2 separate regions of the Mus musculus genome follow, and region 2 is linked to region 1. A link is a contact called in public HiChIP or PLAC-seq data. All regions are on one chromosome and are shown on one strand. The core of a region is the stretch at or near the end of the contact, and the rest is flanking DNA. Distances in the headings are between cores, read along the strand shown. Region 1 overlaps Dcaf1 (DDB1 and CUL4 associated factor 1). Region 2 holds the start of 6430571L13Rik (RIKEN cDNA 6430571L13 gene).

What was found. HiChIP or PLAC-seq counts read pairs in DNA pulled down with a chosen protein or histone mark.
Region 2: an H3K4me3 HiChIP or PLAC-seq map of bone marrow-derived macrophages shows a contact between it and region 1, with 3 times the contacts expected there. The contact joins the promoter of 6430571L13Rik here to the enhancer-like site in region 1. A contact is called at or near these places in 2 of 39 promoter capture datasets (embryonic stem cells and liver), 2 of 15 datasets of contacts at CTCF or cohesin (embryonic stem cells and large pre-B cells), 5 of 115 datasets of contacts at active chromatin or transcription factors (the 230-238 cell line, bone marrow-derived macrophages, embryonic hindbrain and 1 more) and 1 of 9 other capture datasets (adipose tissue).

What each region holds. Positions count from the first base shown.
Region 1 is chr9:106,855,427-106,859,662 of GRCm38.p6, forward strand. Dcaf1 (DDB1 and CUL4 associated factor 1) reads left to right here. Exons shown (of 24, transcript NM_001373930.1): 14 at 2,398-3,661; 15 at 4,155-4,236. Among named protein-coding and RNA genes, the nearest start is that of Rbm15b, 30 kb to the right of the region's middle. Within about 2 kb of position 2,760, at least 13 of the 459 cell types and tissues checked have an H3K27ac peak or open chromatin away from gene starts, as enhancers often do. A contact at or near this core is called in bone marrow-derived macrophages, where this site is marked.
Region 2 is chr9:107,338,256-107,343,059 of GRCm38.p6, forward strand. 6430571L13Rik (RIKEN cDNA 6430571L13 gene) reads left to right here and starts at 2,385. Exons shown (of 6, transcript NM_175486.3): 1 at 2,385-2,533; 2 at 3,056-3,162; 3 at 3,952-4,334. The coding sequence starts at 4,095. It overlaps Hemk1 (HemK methyltransferase family member 1), which reads right to left and starts at 95. Exons shown (of 11, transcript NM_133984.2): 1 at 26-95.

The DNA.
Region 1 (4,236 bases), core at 1,510-4,009:
CTGTGCACTTCCCAGAACTTACCTTTATGATAATTTACGAAGTTGGGACAAACAATGAAAGACAAGAACTTGGTTACCTATCTCAGAAACACAGCAAAGGAGAAAGCATGTCTGAGAAGCCGCTGAGGTGATGTGATTGTCTATGGGTCCTCAGGCCAATGCTTGGGGATGAACGTACCTAAGGCTCAAGCACCTGTTTTTAATTTTTAATAGATATTGGATAAGGTTCCTATAGCCGTGATAGTCACTAAGCTGAGGAGGGCCTTTTGCTTTTCCATGAAGGTTTTAATATTCCAACTGCTTTTGTCCCTTTTATCTAGGAAATATGCACACAAACTTTGGTAACTTTCACACTTCCCATAACCCCTCTGTGTACTAAACTATATGTGAGGTATTGTACATTAAGGTACAGAAAATGTAGCAGAGTAATACTCGTAGTTATTTGTTGGTTGGTTGGTTGGTTGGTTGGTTCTTGGACTGTGCGTTGAGGCAGGGTTTCATGTATCCCAGGCTAGTCTCTGACTAAATACATAGCTGAGGATGGCCTACCTCCACCTAATGAGTGCTGGATTTATTGGTGTGTACCATCATGCCTGGCTATCCTTGTACTTTTTTTCCTCCCTCTCCCTCTCCCTCTCCCTTTTCCCTTTTCCCTTTTCCCTTTTTTAAATAGAACAAAATAAATAAAATTTCAAATTACTAAGTTATGTCAATACTGGGGACAACCAATAACTTTTTTTTTTTTTTTGAGACAGGGTTTCTCTGTGTAGCCCTGACTGCCCTGGAACTTGCTCTGTAGACCAGGCTGGCCTCGAATTCACTGAGATCCACCTGCCCCTGCCTCTGAAAGGCATGTACCACTACCAACCAGCAGCCATTAACTTTTGTTTAAAGAAGTGTAATGTGTGCGTGTTCCTGTAGATGAAGCACATGTAGAGACCAGAAGACAGCTTTTGGATGTTAGCTCTTTCCTTTTTATCTTGTTGCTGTGGATTCTGTGAATTTTTAACCACTCTGTTTGCCCATCTTTGTTTTCCTGTGGAAGTGCTTTTAGTACAACATCCATTTTATTCTTTTTTTTAAAATATAGGTTCTGGTTATCAAACTTAGTCATCAGGCTTATACATTACACAGCAAGCCTTTTTGCCCTCTGAGCCATCTCCTTGGCCCTTAAAACTCTATAGAATAATGGTACCTAGCTCACATGTACCTTCCACTTCCTCCTTCCCACCTTCTTGTCCCTCTTCAACACACACGAATTTAAACTCAGATTCTGTATATAGGACAGGACACTTTATTTGTTTGTCTTCCTCCCATCACCCTCATCTTTTCCTTTTTTTTTAAAAAAAGATTTATTTGTTTTATGTATGTGGATTGTTGTTCTCTTCAGACACTCCAGAAGAGGGCATCAGATCCCATTACAGATGGTGTGAGACACCATGTGGTTGCTGGAAATTGAATTCAGGACCTCTAGTAGAGCAGTCAGTGCTCTTAACCGATAAGCCATCTCTCCAGCCCCTGTCTTTTCCCTTTTTAAGAGTCTTCCTTTGCCAGGTATGGTAGTGCATACTTTTAATCCCAATACTTGGGAGGCAGCGGCAGGTGGATCTCTGAGTTGGAGGTCAGCCTGGTCTACAGAGTGAGTTTTAGGACAGCTAGTGCTGTGAAGAGAGAGACTGTCTCAAAAAACAAAACAAAAAGGAAACCAATAAAATAGAACACAAAGGTCACCATTTTTCTCTTTCTTAGGCTCTGTTTTAGTTCCATTCCTTTTCTAGTGGTGAGTTGTTTTTGAGACATGTTCTTATTCTAGTCCATGCTGGCCTGGAGTTTACTTTTAGCCCAAGCTTGCCTTGAAATTGTTAGTATCTTCCTGTCTTGGCTTTCTGAATACTGACATCCTAGATATGTAAGTTTTTCTTCTGTTTCATTTTAATTCTAGATTTTATATGTGAATTATGTTATTTTATATCTTGAGATCCATCTATTTTCTTTTTTTCCTATTTACATTTTATTATTTGTTTTGTGTGTGTTCTTGCACACTCTGGTGTATGTGTGGAGGAAAAGAGGGTAACTTACTGGAGTAAGTTCTGTCCACAAATGTCAGTTCTTAGGCTTGATGCCAAGAGCTTTTTAGCCAATAAGCCATTTTGCCCACCCTGTCTGTTTTCTTGTAAAATAACATAATTTCATTTTTTTTTATTGCTGAGTAAGATTTCTTTGTGCATAAGGTTTGTCCATTTGTCTGTTGATGGATGCTTGTACTGATCCCATAACTTGGCTGTTGTTAATAGTGCACACTAAAGATAAATGTATAAACTGTTCCTGTAATATCTTGACATGAGTCTTCTAGCTATTAGTTTTATGAGGAATAATGTAATTTTTCCTATGTTATAGGTATCAGCATTATTTTGGGCGTGGCTGAGGGTGAGTTCTTTATCCATGATGCTGAAATTCAGAAGTCAGCACTTCAAATTATCATCAATTGTGTATGTGGTCCAGATAACCGAATATCCAGTATTGGCAAATTTATTTCTGGAACTCCTCGGAGAAAGCTGTCTCAGACTCCCAAGAGTAGTGAGCATACTCTGGCCAAGATGTGGAATGTGGTCCAGTCCAACAATGGCATCAAGGTGCTTCTGTCCCTGTTGTCCATCAAGATGCCCATTACAGACGCAGACCAGATCCGGGCCCTGGCCTGCAAAGCCCTTGTAGGCCTGTCTCGAAGTAGCACTGTTCGACAGATCATCAGTAAACTTCCCCTTTTTAGTAGCTGCCAGATTCAACAGCTGATGAAAGAGCCTGTGCTGCAGGATAAGCGTAGTGACCATGTCAAGTTCTGCAAATACGCTGCTGAGCTCATTGAGCGTGTATCAGGAAAGCCTCTTCTCATTGGCACTGATGTGTCTCTCGCACGACTGCAGAAAGCAGATGTTGTTGCTCAGTCGAGGATCTCCTTCCCTGAGAAAGAGCTGCTCCTGTTGATACGGAACCATCTCATTTCTAAAGGGCTTGGAGAGACAGCAACTGTGCTGACGAGAGAGGCTGACCTGCCCATGACTGCTGCCTCACATTCTTCTGCCTTCACCCCAGTGACTGCTGCTGCTTCTCCTGTCTCTCTTCCCCGGACCCCTCGGATTGCCAACGGCATTGCAAGTCGACTGGGCAGCCATGCTACTGTGGGTGCTTCTGCCCCTTCTGCTCCCCCTGCCCATCCTCCACCACGGCCCCCCCAGGGTTCATTGCCTTTGCCTGGCCCATCATATGCAGGCAATTCCCCTTTGATTGGTAGGATCAGTTTTATCAGAGAGAGGCCATCACCGTGCAATGGCAGGAAAATTCGAGTGTTGCGGCAGAAGTCGGACCATGGTGCATACAGCCAGAGCCCTGCCATAAAAAAACAATTGGATAGACATCTTCCTTCCCCACCTACGCTGGACAGTATCATCACAGAGTATCTTAGAGAGCAACATGCTCGATGCAAGAACCCCGTTGCCACCTGTCCTCCTTTTTCTCTCTTTACTCCTCATCAGTGTCCTGAACCAAAACAGAGGCGGCAAGCGCCAATAAACTTTACCTCAAGGCTAAACCGCAGGGCATCATTTCCAAAATATGGAGGGGTAGATGGCGGATGCTTTGATAGGCACCTTATCTTTAGCAGGTAAGGAGAGGTTCCCGGAATTCCTTGGGATGATTCTTTTATTTAAATCAGTGTTTGGTCAGTATCATCCCTGAGTCATTAGTTAAAGTCATTTGCTGGCCTGAAGATTAACTGAGTGTCCTTTATGTGCTGTATGAACTAATCAGTCAGTTATGGGTTATTTAGATTCTCGGCAGTAAGATCTCTTTGCTGTCGTCACAACCAGTAGGTTGTTTTAGCCATTTCTCAAACTTGCCTTTTGTGCCAGCCATGTTTCCTTCTGTGTGATTCTTTATAAATCATAGGTACAGATCATGGGTCTACACACTTTCCACAAGTCTTTTTTTCATTGAGAATTTAAACTATTGAATGTCACTCTAATGCTTTAGAATCCACTTTTTATTTGAAAGGCTTCACATTTTGAAACAAAATACCATCTAGCAAAATTTTGTGTTTCAGAGTTCCCGGACATGCTTTATTCTGATTTATGCTCTTCCCCCAACCCCTCGTTTAGATTTCGTCCGATTTCAGTATTCCGGGAAGCTAATGAAGATGAAAGTGGCTTCACCTGTTGTGCATTCTCAGCCCGGGAGCGG
Region 2 (4,804 bases), core at 1,135-3,634, 480 kb after region 1:
ATCTCCTGCTCTGGTGCATACCTACCAGAGGGCATGCACGCTCGCCCGGCCCACACACAAGTACCAGAAAATTGACCCAGGGTTAGCGCCCCCCCACCCCACCCCGGATGTGCGTAACCTGTAGTGCACTCCCTCGGCGCCTTGCTTCCGCCTCGGTGCTGTTGAGAAAGGGCTCCGGTGAACCGCGTCTCCTTGGTCTAGGGTTCCTAAAGTGGCCGGATTTTCCTTTGAAGACTGTGGGATGCTGAGGAGGCTCAACTGGCCAGCATCTGCAGCCCCCCTAAGGGGAAGTACAGGAATGTGAGAGATGCTCTGCTGGGTCCCAGACCCACTAGTCTTCCTTAAGGTCTCAACAGAGATATGGCTCCAGCCTGCGGTGATTGCTTGAAGCAAACGTTTACATATCCAGCTGGGGCGGAGTGTGGGCAAAAAACAAACCGCGAGGGTGTCACCCACGTGTGCTGGGCTTGAGAGCCAGATTTTGGGGGGCGGGAGGTGGGTGCGTTGTTCTAACTGCTTGTAAGATAGGTCTAGCAGCGTGTGACTGGGTTTCAGTGTTTGGGGGCAGTCTCTGTTTTCGGAAAGGGACCCAGTTTCTAAGGACCCTCCTGACCTCACACGCACATAGAATTTGGAGCAGATAGCAAAACAGCGAATACTGGAAAACTGGATTTACATCCTGATTCTGTTGGCAGCTCGTTGTTTAACTTTGTTTAAATGCCCAGACCTTCTAGGCTTTAGTTGTATCTTTTGTAATATTCATAGCAAGACCTGGTTGTGCAGGCACGTAATCACAGCTTCTGGAGAAGCTGACGCAGGAGGACCATACATTCAAAGCCATCCTGAGTAATTTAGTAAAAATCTGTCTCAAAATTTAAAAGGTGGGACGGGACCTTGAAGAGATGGCTCAGCGGTTAGGAACACATACTGCTCTTGCAGAGAACTGGGTTTCAATTCCAAGCACCCATGTACACATACCCATCCAAACATACATACTTATAATTTTAAGAAATAACATAAAATATTCAAAAATAAATAGTTCACGGGGTAGCTCAATTGATGTGCTCACCTAACAGTCACACAACTCTGGGTTTGATGCCCACAAATGGGGTTTGGTAATACTTATAAATCCTAGTTTTCAGCAGGTGGAGGCAGGGAAACCAGAAACTCATCTTTTAAGGCCAGACTGGGCTACATGAAATCCTGCTTCAAAAAAGTAAAAAATAAAATACTTGAGTAAAAAGGGAGAGGGGCTGGGAGTTGGGTGTACTGGTGCACACCTATAAGTCCCAGTACAAGGGGGTCTGGAGAAATGCCTCAGTGGTTAAGAGCACTGGCTGCTTTTCCAAAGGACCCAGGTTCAATTTTGAGCACCTACAAGGAGGCTAACAGCAGTCTGTAACTCCAGTACCAGAGGATCCAATGCCCTCTTCTGGCTTCCTTGAACACCAGACACATATGTAGTGTACAGATACGTGTGCAGACAAAACATCCTCACACATGAAACTAATTAATTAAAAATTAAAACCCAAGCACCCAGGAGGTGGAGGATTGCCTTGGTTCAAGACTAACCTGGGCAACATAATAAGTATCGGGCCATCCTGGGTTACACACAGTCTGTTTAGGGGATGGGGTGAGGGTAGTTTTAAATGGTTGGGGATACAGCTCTTGGGTATAGGAAATCGGTACTTCTGTCCTGAGATGAATTTTGCTGTGGATGAAAACTATTATGAGAGGAATAGGTGGGCTATCACACAGATAATTCCATCTCAACATCTCTGGACTGAAGTCTCCAGGAGTCACTTACCAAAAACCGCCCTTGTTCCAAAACACCAGAGTTCCTATATAGGCAGGAAACTGAGACAAAAGAAGAGAAGCAGTTTGCTGTTCAAGGTCATAAATTCAATAGAAGATCAAACTGAATTCATTTTAGGTTTCAAATATTCCAGGTCTGGTGGTGCTCTCACCAAATCTCTGTACCTATGATTTTTGCGGCTTACAAGTCTGCCCCAGTGCGGGTGGAGGTGTCCAGGAGTCAGAATTCTGACCCAGAAAGGACCTGGCTACCTACGGTCCTCTGCCTAACTTCCGGCAGGCCATCAGGGTCAGAGGTATTCTCAGAGAGAATCTCTTTTAGCTGTCCGGTTTCAGGTCCAAGCTCCCGCTGGGAGCAGAGCTATATCTGAGCGACAGGCGAGTGAGCCAATGCTGATCGAGCTTTAGGCGAAGCAGCCAATCAGGGTCCGGAGGCGCTGGGGGGGGCAGGAGGCAAGGCACTCCGGCTCCTGGGGATCCCCCGAGGCTGCTCATCCCAGCCCCACCCCCTCCGTGGTCCGGACCCAGCCCACCCCAGCTCAGGTTGTCAGCCAGCGCAGGCTAATACTAGCTGATCCTGCGCGCACGCAAGGCGGACCTTGAGTCGGGACCTGTCGCCCCCAACGCCCGGGCCTGGGTGTTCCCCCGCCCACGCCTCCTGCGGGTCACTACCAACCTTAGCTTCTCAGACTGAGCTCGGCGCACCGGAGAGGATTAAGTAAGTGCTGAGATCGGCTGCTTCTGAGCAAGAATGGAGAAACCACAGGGTCGTGGAGGCGGGCGTGGGGATTGAGATAGGGAGGACTAAGAGACTCGATAGCTTCTTGGAGGTCGCGGTGCACACCACTTTTACCCCGGTGTTCTTCCCTTCCCCTTTGGACCCCCGAGACAAGCCAATAAAATACTCGGCAGGGTGGCTTCTCTCCTTTTTTTGCCAGTAATAAACAGACTCAGAGCAAGTTAAGGGTCTGGTCCAAGGTCATGGCTGGGATCAGTGACAGAGCCCAGAAGAGAACCTGAGACTTCTTGCTGAGCCAAGCTGGAGAGGACAGAAAGGAATGCGTCTACTCCATGCATGACCCTCTGCCAGCTTTGCTCCTTCCTAAGGGACCATGAACGATATGTGCACACCGCTCATACGTATGTGCACACCTGCAAGAGGAGGCATCCCATGTACACCTATGAGACGCACAGAGAAACATATATGTAGCCATAGGCTAGAAATTCTTTCTCTTTCTAGGTCTGCCCCTCTGCAGCACTGCTAGGACTCATTCCCACTCTGCTTTACCCAAGACCCACAGAGGCTGGGTGATCTTCCATCCTCCGGAGGGAAATAGGTGTTTCAAAGTGAGTATTTCATCAGTGCCTCTGAAGATGTAACTCCGTGCCTTACATCTACGAGTAAAGGAGGTAGCCCAAGGATCACCCCTGCCAACTTCCTTGCCAGAAGATCTAGCTCGGTCTACCCTTCCTGCCTCTTGGTGTCTCTACACCAGCCCCATCCTAGTCCCAACCATAGCATGGGTCTCACAGCTGACTAGGACCAGGGACTGCTGTGTCTAACTCCTCCTGGGTTGTTGGTGGTAGTGATGGGGATTTGGAACATTTATTGGATGCCTTCTGTGCTCATCTAAGTTCTTCCCTCCACACCCCACTGGGGACTGGTTCATTCTGATATACCATTAACCCTACAACACCATGGGGTTGTTCGTAATATTTCCCACTTTGAGAAAAACTAGACACAGAGAAGAGGGGTGACTTGCCTGAGGTTATATCAGGTGTGTCTGAGTCTTGGGCAAGTGTTTCCCAAGCAGAAGGAGGGATGTGGGGTGCAGAGAGTGAGGAGGTAGGAGTAGGAGAAGTAGCAATTACAGAGATAATTGGTGGACTTTTTCCAGGCCTCCTGCATCTTCTCCCATCTTCCAATTATAATCACTATAGTCATCGTACAGGGGTGACAGGGCTTTGCTTTCCTGTCCCTATGTCCCTACAGAAGCCCATGTCCTAATACCCCATAAACTTGACTTAGCTCTGTCTTGAAACCTTTATGTCCTCAGTGCCTTCAGATTCTAGAGGGACTTGATCTCACAGACATGCCCCTAGCTGTAACCTCTACTTTTATTCTTGCCTTTCTAGAACCGAGAGAGGCAGGGGTCTCCTGGTAAGGGTTCTGCTGTGCCAGTGGTCATCACGGTGGCGGGAACGACAGCCTTGGACACTCCTAAGGTCAGAAGTCGGTGGGCAAGTTGACTGAGCCCTGGCAGTCTCCCAGTGTCAGCATGAACTCCAGGGTCCCAGCTACTCAGAGCTGGTTCAGCAGCCACCTGCCCACCACTGAGCCTGACTTGGAGCCCGCCACCGCCGCTGAAGGCTCTACCACCGAGACCGCCACCCTCAGCCCAGAAACCACAAGCTTCAATGACACCAGAATCCCTGATGTGGCAGGTGGTGCAGCTGGTGTGGGCACCATGCTTCTGTCTTTTGGGATCATCACAGTGATTGGCCTGGCTGTGGCCATGGTGAGAGCCGGGGCAAGCTGAAGAAGGTCTGGAAGGCTGTCCTTTGTGGGGAGGGTGACTAGTGTTTAGACTTATAGACAAGCTAATTAGAATGTCTATTAATGATAATTCAATTCCCTCCCACCCACACCTAAGATTTATTTACTGGGGGGCCCAGATAAGCAGTTCTAACTTGGAAGAACCAGCAATGACACATGAATGGCACATGGCGCTTTGGGACTGGGGCTTATAAGACTGGAGTTGGGGAGGGGTCCAGACACAGGGTCTTGAGAGGAAGATGTTTGAAGCAGGTAGGGGTTTTCTGTGAGCAGCAAGCAGGGCAGTGAAGCAGAGGAGTGTGGGAGTTTCAATAGCAGCAGAGGCCAGAGTTAGTTGGGCTATTATGTGGGATGCAGAACCTGGGTGGGAGGCTGTTAGCTGTTAATTTACACATTTACTTGGCAGTTATTGACTGTCTTCCTTTACCCTTA